Regions from separate parts of the Anas platyrhynchos genome. Here region 1 is linked to region 2. A link is a contact called in public Hi-C data. All regions are on one chromosome and are shown on one strand. Each heading gives the region's core, a stretch centred on a gene start, on an enhancer-like site or on the middle of the called end of the contact. The rest is flanking DNA. Distances are from core to core; before and after follow the strand shown. Region 1 holds the start of PIGK (phosphatidylinositol glycan anchor biosynthesis class K). Region 2 overlaps AK5 (adenylate kinase 5).

The links. Hi-C and Micro-C count contacts between places; a contact is called where the count stands out from the background.
Region 1: a contact with region 2 is called in a Hi-C map of small yellow follicle, with 2.4 times the contacts expected there. The contact joins the promoter of PIGK here to the enhancer-like site in region 2. A contact is called at or near these places in 2 of 8 Hi-C or Micro-C datasets (F5 follicle and small yellow follicle).

What each region holds. Positions count from the first base shown.
Region 1 is chr8:27,718,643-27,721,342 of IASCAAS_PekinDuck_T2T, reverse strand. It overlaps PIGK (phosphatidylinositol glycan anchor biosynthesis class K), which reads right to left and starts at 1,253. Exons shown (of 10, transcript XM_038182903.2): 1 at 1,095-1,253. The coding sequence starts at 1,166.
Region 2 is chr8:27,639,728-27,642,427 of IASCAAS_PekinDuck_T2T, reverse strand. All of the region lies in intron 8 of AK5 (adenylate kinase 5), which reads left to right. The region is part of intron 1 of LOC140003022 (a long non-coding RNA gene); the gene reads right to left. Among named protein-coding and RNA genes, the nearest start is that of AK5, 65 kb to the left of the region's middle. Within about 2 kb of position 1,362, at least 4 of the 8 cell types and tissues checked have an H3K27ac peak or open chromatin away from gene starts, as enhancers often do. A contact at or near this core is called in F5 follicle and small yellow follicle, where this site is marked.

The DNA.
Region 1 (2,700 bases), core at 4-2,503, 79 kb before region 2:
TTTAAGTCCATGCTTCAAAATAAGGAGCTAGAACAATACCAACCGTTTCTATATAGATTGCAACATGCTTTGCAGAGGAGAGGGTCCTTGTCTTAAACAGACTGCATGTATCAGCATATTTAAAGAGGCTAAGGTTTTCCAGCGGTCACAGAAAGAGTCAGGCACAAGACAGAAATCCAGACTCCTGATGCTTAATTTGACTGGTTTACTTCTCTGAGGAGTACCAGCCTGATGCCTTACACAAAACGCAGTCATAGAAAAGTGTGTTAAAACATATGCAAGGGTACTATACTTCAAGTAGTTAAAAATCTGCAGTTTCCGAATACTGAAGGCGTTTCTATTGTTTACTTCTTGCCCTACTAGTAATTATTTTCAAGTACAACCTTTTTTTTTTTTTTTTTTTAAATAAAGCAGAATCCAAGTGCAAACAACCCAGGTGCAGCATGTATGCTATGCGAGAAAAAAAAAAGTTATATATATATACATATATAGTTATATATATGTATGGGGGGAAAGCATTAGCTTCGGTTTATAAAATGGAAACACCTGCCAGAGCTGCGCACAGCAATCACGGCCAGGTGAGGCCTGGCGCCCAGCCACCTGTGGAAGCCCACAACTCCCCACTCCCTTTGCACCTCCATTTTCCCTCACACAACTCAGTCAGCAAGTGGCTGAAGAGGCCAAACGCATCACCGCCTACCGAGAGCTGTGTTGCACTGCCAAAGCAAGATGTTTCAGAAGCAGATATATTACAAGGGGGGGAGGGGGGGGGGTCTTTAACTTTACACACTCTGAACAAGTTCCACGTGCCTGTTCTGGGATGTGCTGCATTAGTTTATAAAACCCTAATTCCGCGGCAGGGCGCTCAGCCCGGCCCCTTTGCCCACAGCCCTCCCGGCCCTTCCCCGAGCACCACCAGCGGCCCGGGGCGGCTCCAGCGGGGCGGGCTCCGCCTGCGGCGGGGCGGAGATAGGGGGAAACAGCAGCAGCAGCAGCAGCAGCATGGCAGCGGCGGGGAGACTGCAGCGCCGTCTGCCCTCCCTCTCTTTCTTTGTCTCTCCTCACCAGCCGCTCTCCCCCTGCAGCCCCCGTACCTGGACGCCGCTGGCGAGCGCCGCGCCGCAGCAGCCCAGGAGCAGGGCCACGGCCGGCAGCGCGGCCGCCATCTTACCCCGCCCGGCTCCGGGAAGCGGCCGCTGCGCATGCACGGGGCGGGGAGAGGCGCTCGGGGCTGCCCCACGGCCCGCTCTGTGCCGGCGGCGTAGCTTTTAGGAACTGAATAAAGCATGAGTTGTCCCCTTGCTCAGTCTCCTTATGTCGTTTTTTTTTAATAGAGCTGGGGCGGTAGTGGTAGCAGATCTCACCAGTGCTGTGAGGGGAGCTGTTAGAGCCCTGTGATGCAGCGCTGCCCTAGCCAGACCTTGGCCATCCCATGGACAGGCTGAGCTGGTGGTAGAAAACGTGGTGGCCTCACATCCCACGTTAAGCTGGGGAGGCTCCTAGGGGTGCAGCACCAGCAGCGCCTCTCAGCCTCGTACCAGAAAAGTTCTCAAATCTCTGGCCTTTGTGGGAGGCACTGCGAGGGCAGAGTGTGGGTGGGGTTGGCAAGGTGGCCTTAGGCCCTGGTGGCTGCAGGGCAGCAAGCGAAAGGGGTGAGTGATGTGGGGGGGGGGAGATCAGAAAGTAGATCTTTTGCCAGGATACAGCCTTTGCTATATACAGTTCATCCCTCAGAACCAATGAATCATCAGGCTTTTATTTCAATCTATTGAACCACTTGGTATGATTCCTTCATTTCCACTAATACCCTGTCAACACCTCTGTTCAATTGCCTGATGCCTTCCATTAGCTAAGGTACCTGCCTTGAACCAGGAAGCTCTTTCCTGCTCTGTGTGTTTGTCATCAGTAATGACTTTCTCAGTAAAGAGAAAATCATACTTTATCCATATATTGATGTTATAATGTCAGTAACATCACATTTTCTCTTTGAAATTGCTGGTTTCCTTGTTATAAACATAATCATGATTAGATCACATTTTCTTTTTGTGCATAAAGCTAAGGAACTTTTTCCCTTTCAAAGACAGTTGCCACCAGCTCCTGTTTTACATGAACATCTCTCCAGTGTGAACCTCTTACAAACTTACTGAGAAGTGTCATGGGTGTTTGTCCCTTTGTCCCTGCTTGTATGCCACATCATGAATCTTCTTGCTCCAGAAAATAAAAATAATTTAAAATGGGGCCAAACATGAGATTTCTCCTTCTCCTTTCAAATGTTTCTGCTTAGGTCTGTGATCATTCTCAGATGTGTTCAAGATGTGTCAGTAATCCCAAAGGACAGGCAGCTATCTTCCAGAGCATGTACTCATCCAGTTTTATAATTGATGAGCTGATTTCATGTTCTTTGACCCAGATAGTTCCTCGTTACCTTTCAGCTGCCATGTGGAGTTGGTCAGATACCAAGTGAGAAGTACATAAAATCTCAACTCTTTAACTGAATTTGTTTCTTTTAAGCCAAATTATTTGCTCTTTGACTTTATTACAAGTATTAATCCTTTGGCATTGCATTTTGGTCAACATTTTTTACCACAGAATTAATGTCATCATCTGTATCTTGATGATGCATCTTTGAACTAGGCATAAGTCCTTCAGATGTTTATACTGAATGACAAGTCAGGCCAAATGTTACCAAAAGATAACTTT
Region 2 (2,700 bases), core at 113-2,612:
CGTTAGCAGCCTAAGACCAGGAGTGAAGCAGCACCGAGTCCGCAGTTGAAATGCACTGGCAGTTTTCCTACTGCACTTTTCTCTGCTGCAGTGGCTTAATGTAACAAAAAGCCCCCAGGGGAGAAATTCCACCAAGAAGCATAAATACTCAACATAGAGAATTGTTTTAGGAGTGATGATGAGGTGCAGAAAAGAGGAATGATTAAGGAAAAAAATATGTGTTTTTTTCTGGCAATAATTTTGTAGGCACTGGGAACTGTTTTATAACAATAGATCTACTGAAAAGTAACATAACTGTAACAAAGTATTTTAAAATGAGCAATAGATAATAACTATGCACAGAAAATATAGCTGTTGAGTGTTCTCTACTGTCTGCAAAGCACAAAGATGTATTTTAAAAGCCCCAGTTCTTCTTCAGTTCAGATATAATCATAGAATCACTCAGGTTGGAAAAGACCTCTAAGATCATCTAGTTCAACCTTCAACTTAGTAGCATGGTTTAGTGGTGGACTTAGTGCTAAGTTCTACTGCTGTCCTCATGAGGTTAGATGGTTAACATACCGCACAAACTGCAGCTGAAGCGTGTGATTTACCAGAACATTCTTACACAGCTCTGATCACGCAAAATGCTGCTGCCCTGCTGGAAAAGGTGTACTCACAGCATGTCTTGCTTCTTCAGTTTTCCCTTTCAAAGTTAATTTCTTTATTTTATTTTATTTCTTTTGTCTATCATGATAGTACCTGGAAATTAATATGAATCTAAATAAATTATGCTTTTTTTCTTAGTAATCACATTATTTTTGTCATAAAATACCCTACAGAAAGTTAAAGAAAAACACATACCTACAGCAAACAGATAGCAATTTTTCTCCCTCTAAACTACTGATGGGTACTTTTCTTCATACTATCAAGAACAAGAATGAAAAATCTGAAAGTGTCCCACATATCCTTTAAATCAAAATAAGCACGATCTTGGTTTATAACAAATGGTTAAAAACAAATTCATTTCCATCTCTGTATGGGTATTATTTTCTTCTCTTTTCAGAATGGATAATGAAGTTTATTTTAAAAGTAAAGTGACATAGAAATTCTTGTCTTTGGTAGGAACTCAAAAGTCAAGGGGAATCATAGGAATCTAATAATCTGTCAGCATTTTGTGGATGCTATTACAAAAAAAAAAATATTATCTGCAGTTCCTGGTTGTATGCACAACAAACAAAAATCACCTCAAATAACATTAGCACTGTTTTCCCATCTTAATTACTATCAGTCCCTTTTGACACAAATAACTCCACACTGCTGAACAGTATGAACTGTATAAGAAGATATGCCTTTTGGGGAAAGAAAAGCCTTCAAGTCAGAGTGTATTCATAGTGAATCTTATCTTATTTACACATATTCATTAGTTCTGGACCAGAGGAGGTCAGAGCACAGCAGCTCCCCCCTTTCCAAAGGCATAACTCAACGCAAAGCTTGCAGAAAGCAGCTCAGCCTCAAAGAGTGATTTGAGTCACAAATCAAATTTAAAGGCAAGCAACTGTATGGCTCGTAAAACCTGTTCCCAGGGACCATTGCCCATACATAAAACCGGCAAGTAACCCAGTGTATCTCATCAAAACCAAACATTCATTCTTACAGGGAAGCAGGAATTTAGAAGAGAAATTCCACAGCTCAGCACTGACTAGCCCCAGTTTCTTCTCACACTTAACTTCAGCTTCCTAAAGCTTCTCTATGCTTTATAATCTGAGTGCAGCCGAACTGCAGGTGTAAGGGCACCTGTCAGTGACACAAGATTTTGACAAGCAGAGGCTGCTGCACATGTCTAATCTGCAAGACCAGCCAGATAGGCATATACCTACTAATGCAGTTGCAAAGAGATGTCAGACTCCACAACCACGCGGACAGTGACAGACTGGACCACGCTCATGCAGAGACACTGTATATCCTGAGGGTGCTGGACCTCATACTGCTTTCTGATATCCCTGACCATTCTTAATCAGTGAGAAAATTTATTTAATTGACAGCTGAAGTTGATTTTGAGGGTACTAGATGTAGAAGCATCATCTAGAAACATTTGAAATTTAATTTAATATTATGTTATTAAGGAAAATGAGTTCAAAGCAAATATACTGTGAACTAAACAAGTGAAACTTGGAAATCTAAGTCCTAAACATGGCTCTACTTCTACATATAATTGTGTTCTTATTGACAAGTCACCTAACATCTCTGCTAAAATTAAAATACTGCAATTACCTCCATTCCCAAAGGAAGTTCAGGGATGATTTATGGGGAACTGTAGTGTTCTTTGAAGAAATAAAATGCAACAGGAGCATAAGTGTTTCACATACCTAACAGCAGCAAAGGGAGATCTACACCACCACAGCATGCTGAGTAATTGGTGGTTATATACACCTACATCCCCATTAAAGGGATGCTGATGAGATCACTGTAATAAAACTATAATCAGTTCTTGCCTGTACTTTCTACTTTAATACAGTATGACAACATGTATAGTTATATTTGCCTATGTTGCCCTCATTTATTTATTTTTTTTTTTACTTACAGATTAATTTTGATTTTTAACAAATCTTTTCTACATTCTTCCTTATCCCCACTCCACCTTTTTATCCCCCTTTTTAATATATATTTTTACTTGCTCAAAGAACTGCTGGTATGGCACAGTATGATAGATACATGTGT